2 separate regions of the Bombyx mori genome follow, and region 2 is linked to region 1. Evidence: chromatin contacts called from public Hi-C data. All regions are on one chromosome and are shown on one strand. Each heading gives the region's core, a stretch centred on a gene start, on an enhancer-like site or on the middle of the called end of the contact. The rest is flanking DNA. Distances are from core to core; before and after follow the strand shown.

What was found. Hi-C and Micro-C count contacts between places; a contact is called where the count stands out from the background.
Region 2: a Hi-C map of whole pupa shows a contact between it and region 1, with 2.2 times the contacts expected there. The contact joins the promoter of LOC101736234 here to the enhancer-like site in region 1. A contact is called at or near these places in 3 of 7 Hi-C or Micro-C datasets (midgut and whole pupa).

The regions. Positions count from the first base shown.
Region 1 is chr15:9,926,902-9,929,601 of ASM3026992v2, reverse strand. LOC101736234 (ATP-binding cassette sub-family C member 4) reads left to right here. Exons shown (of 25, transcript XM_062672593.1): 8 at 2,152-2,354. Among protein-coding and RNA genes, the nearest start is that of LOC101736234, 40 kb to the left of the region's middle. Within about 2 kb of position 1,346, at least 6 of the 8 cell types and tissues checked have open chromatin away from gene starts, as enhancers often do.
Region 2 is chr15:9,967,340-9,970,039 of ASM3026992v2, reverse strand. It overlaps LOC101736234 (ATP-binding cassette sub-family C member 4), which reads left to right and starts at 1,367. Exons shown (of 25, transcript XM_062672593.1): 1 at 1,367-1,781; 2 at 1,940-2,023; 3 at 2,133-2,218. The coding sequence starts at 1,947.

The DNA.
Region 1 (2,700 bases), core at 97-2,596:
AAGTTGTAACTGTCTGCGATCACGGACAGCGCGCTATCATCATATATAAACAAATCAATAAGATAACTATGGTCACTTATATAGTTGTGTAATGCATGTAGTTATGATTGTTTAGTTTAGAAAATGTAGTATGATTTTTGAAGATCCAAAGCCTGGATCGAGCAGGCCTGCTTCTAAAGTTTGTTGCTGGTAGGGCGTCTGTGTGCGCATAGATAAGTATCACGGCCCTGCCTATTTGTGGCGTGAAGCAGTGATGCGTTAAGTGTGAAGGTCACCGTCCGAACTAACCCATAGAGACAGCCCGCTGAGTTTCTCGCCGGATCTTCTCAGTGGGTCGCGATTCCGATCCGGTGGTAGATTCTGCGAAGCACTGCTCTTGTTAGGGCTAGTGTTAGTAAACTCTCTCAAGTTGAGCCCGTGAGCTCACCTACCCGTCCGCGCCTACCTAAGGTACGCCGGTAACGTTACGCAGGTAAGGTAAACCGGGAACACAAGAGGTGGTAGGACCTCTTGTGAGTCCGCGCGGGTAGGTACCACCACCCTGCCTATTTCTGCCGTGAAGCAGTAATGCGTTTCGGTTTGAAGGGCGGGGCAGCCGTTGTAACTATACTGAGATCCTAGAACTGATATCTCAAAGTGGGTGGCGCATTTACGTCGTAGATGCATATGGGCTCCAGTAACCACTGAACACCAGGTGGGCTGTGAGGTCGTCCATCCATCTAAGCCATAAAAAAAAAGGTAGAGAAAAAAGGATGGAGCAGCCGTCGTACTACAAAACTGAGTCTTAAAAGACATTTCTCATGGTAGGTGACAGTATTCGCGTTTTTGATGTTTATTGGCTCCAGTAACCACTTAACACCAGATGAACCGCAGACTATACTTCCTGCTATATTACATTATTCATAATACATGCGATGCCACCGTCAACTAATCGGCGACTAATACCGTACCCACGTTATTTAATGTAAAAACGCCTCCGACAGAAGATGACGTCACTGGCGATCCGTTATGTTTACAGAGTATTTAATATTACACACGCGTGTATTTCCGAGATAACCACACTGCACGCGGTAACCGTTGATTGTAATGCTTAAACTAGCGTTCGACCAATGATCGTAAGGTTTTCAACAATTTTGTTTTATAGATTTTCCCTTATGATTTATTAGCAAAATTATGCAAATATTTTTTTTTTTAAATCATGAGACTAAAACTAAAGATACTAAAACATAAAAGAAAAGTGAAGGGGAAGCATGGGGAAAGTGAAGGGAAATAACTGGAGTTTGTATTTAGCACAACAGTTAAATATTATCATTTATCTAAATGGACAGGCGAGCTCACAGCCCAAGCGGTGTCAGGTTACTACAGGCAATAGACATTCCAACGTGTATACGGCCGCCCACTCGTGAGTCATGAGGTCGAAGTCTCAATTTTATTGTAATGCATTCCTACCATTCATTCAAACAGAAAGACGCCCTGTAACTACTAATTACCCAAAGAAAATTTTGTACGCACGACCTATCCTGATGTATTTTATTTTTATTTATTTTTAAATTTACCACTATGAGTAGGTATCTTAAAATCAAACACCACATTAAATACCGTTCAGTACCAAGTGTTGTGTATGTATCTATATATGTTAGTTTTTTTTTGGTTTATCTTATGTATAATAATAATAATATAATAGATGATATTTTTTCGTCATAATTTTTTTATGTTATATGTTTATGTCTGCATAGCTCAATTTTTATTCTTTTAATTCACTGTCACCCATTTCGTCCGAGGCCTTACTGGTGGTTACTTATTACTGGTGGAAGGACCTCTTGTGAGTCCGCAGATATCACCGCCCTGCCTATTTCTGCCGTGAAACAGTAATGCGTTTCGGTTTGAAGAGTGCGGCAGCCGTTGTAACTATACTGAGACCTTAGAATTTATATCTCGAGGTGGGTGGCGCATTTACGTTGTAGATGTCTATGGGCTTCGGTAACTACTTGACACCAGGTGGGCCGTGAACTCGTCCGTTCACCTAAGCAATAAAAAGTCAGTTCGCATTGTCCCTTTAGCTACTAACAATACGGTAGAGGGGAAAAGGTCACCTATATATATAAGTTACAGTTAATACGTAATCTGTTAATAGTCTTATTTTGATTTCAGACACGAAATAAAACAAATCCGAGCGACGTCTTATATCCGAGGAGTGCTCACTTCGTTCATAATGTTCACGACGCGCAGTTGCTTATTCTGTTCGATACTGGCGTACGTGCTGGTGAACAATGTGATCACCGCCAAACAAGTGTTCGTTATAACGAGCTTCTACAGTATATTGAGGCAGTCCATGACCGTGTTCTTTCCGCAAGGTGAGTGACCTATATCTTCTTTTTCTCCACCTTATCCCACTAGGTGGGGTCGGCACAGCTAATTTTTCTCTTCCATTCTCTTCTATCAGCCGTCATCTCAACACTCACTCCTCTCTCTCTCATATCGTCATTCACACACTCCACCCATGTCTTCTTCTTCTGACTGACATATATGGTTTTTTTTTAGTCAGGAAATACATTTCACATGCTCGGGTCACCTCCCTATTTCTGTCACCAAACAACGTGTTTCGATTTGAATAATGAAACAGTTCGATGCCTCCAATGAACACTATTCTAACTCAAAATTTTGAAATTTTCGTTTTTCACGCAAATCGCTTCACTGTGT
Region 2 (2,700 bases), core at 118-2,617, 40 kb before region 1:
TTTCTTATCGTTTAACTGCCTAAAAAACTTTATAGTATTAAAGTTGATTACACGGATCTGTAAATTTTAACTTTTACCTTCCTCTCAAATCCAAAGATTTGAGTATTGATATTGGAGTAGATTACAAATATGCAAGTACTTGGATTTTTCGTATTACACTGAGTTTGTTTAAAAAACCTCTGGTGTGAATTTGAAAAAAAGTTAAGTAATTTGTAAATGGTGCTAAAAACATTGAAAAAAAACAACGATATATCGTTCATAAAGATCGATATTTTTCTTATCGATGTTTCAATTTTAAAAACATCGGTATCCTAACATCGATGTTATTATGAGCGATGTTGCATCCTTAATTGGGATAACCTTATGTCAGACTTGTAGATAATAAATCGACTGCATTTTTTCGTTGAAAATTAGGTAGTAGATTAAAGAATATTCGAATCCCTGTAATGTAGCAGCTACATTTTTCGCCAGATTTAATTTTGATTAAGATGTGATGTACCTACATGAATGTAATACGTGTCAAAAATTGTCAAAATAGAACTTTTTAGGCAATGACCTTATTCATGTTTGTCTTATATATTCTTTTAAGTCTCACTTTTCTCATTAATCATGTATAATTGATTGTATTAATGTTTAATCTATGATAATAAATAAGTCTATGTGCATTATTACACTTATTAATTTTTTTTGCGCTTAATCTTGTTTTAGAATAGCATTCGGCTTCTTGCATTTTTTGTTAAATTTTATATGACATAGCAACTTACGATGTAATTTGGGTTTTCGCTGAAAGACATCTACATCACCTTGAGGTAGAATAAGCGTAGCAAAATTTTTTCATTTACACTACAGTGACAAAAATGGGAGGTGGCAAATTGGAAATTCGAAAAAGCTCGTCAAAACTATTAATTGACCCATCCTCAAAACTTCCGCAACTTTTTCCAAAAAATAAATAAAAAGAAAATAAATAAGAATAGATTTCTTTTAAAGAATTGAAGTAGGCTTACAGAAAAATAGTGGGAATGCTCAGGAAACTCTATGGAAAAGCCCGAGACACAACTTCAAGCAATTTCATTTCATTTTCCAACACATGTGCATTTTCGCAGATTTTAGTATCTGTGAAAATGTAAATAAGCATTAATACACTAAATAAGTCACTACTATATATAAGCTTAAACTTGATTTTAAAAAACAATATTAAATCATTACCCCCAAACTATTAAAAAATCTTTATTAGAATGCCTACTATGTAGTATGTAGAGACCACAAGATAGGTAATACTATGGTAATCACCGAAGTGTGAAATAGGTCTATGATGGTAATACCAATACCAATACCCTTTATCCACAAAAACGCTACTTGACGTATTCCGTACGTCACTGTCAAAATGTTAAAAGTTTCAACATGATTTCAACAATTTAAAAATCAAAATTAGTCTGTGAACGTACAAATGCAGTGCAGTTGTTCGTGATTAAAATTGAAATTTGATTTTTACTGAAATTTGTAAAATAATCTAGTTAACTTAGTTATATCTCAAACAAAACTAGAATTTACTTTGATTTTTTAATCATATTAACTATTTTTGGAATTGCAGTATATTCTGATTCGTGTCCCGTCAAATTTTTTTGGGATTTCTGAAATCAAAGTGACAAAGTGGGTAGTTTTTGTATGCTTTTAAAGTAAATATTTAAAAAATATTGTGTTACGAAAGGGTCATGTCGCAGTTTATTAAATAGGAGGCAAATAAAACACCGGTGGTCAAACTGCTCACATCGAATTCTAAGGTATCAAATATTCCAACGTGTTCCCTTTAAATATATTTTACTCACTTAAAAAAAAAAGAAACGAAATTAAAATAAAGTCAAACAGAAAAAAATGTACCCGAATGATAATAAAGAATGTGTTAGAATATATGATTTGAAAATTTCTAAAAACCTAACAGGAACAACATGGAGTCCTTCAAAAGAAAAAATCGCCCTGCTCACCCCAGAGCTTCAGCAAATCCATTGTCAGCCTTAACTTTCACGTGAGTATGATAACCCACAGTTAGATATATTAATGTCCAATTAAAATTTAACAAATACTGTATTGAGACTGTACAGATAAATCTCTCCCACTAAGGCTTTTTTTAACAGTTGGACCTTGCCAGTATTTTGGAGCAGTTTGAAAAAGGAATTGGAAGAGCAAGATTTGTATGAGCCCTTAGATGAACATTCCTCAGGTAAGAAGCGTTCTATTTTTTATGCATGCATATAAAGATCCCTATTAATATTCTATATTGTTATGATCCCTTTCATAAAAAGTTTCATAGCTATAAATCATGATACTACTAGCAGAGTTTCCATTTACCAAAATTTTAATAAGAAATACTGAATAAACATTTAAATACATAATTTCAATTAAAAAATAAAGATCTGTCAATAGTATGGAAGTGAGTGTTTAATTTATCAATGAACAATAAAGTTATTTTAACTATGTTTTGCTGACTTTATTCCTGAGTTTATTGTTGAAGTATTTGACACTCCCTAGGCTTTAATAATCTCAATGCCGGTTTATTGAGTATTTACCACATCAAGTAATTTCCGGTTTGATGTTTTTGTACTTGAGGTCCTCAGATTGTGCCTTGCATATAACTTTTAGATGTCTTGTTCTGAACATTTTCAAGAGTTTCTACGTTATTAAGACTAGCAGTAAATTACACAT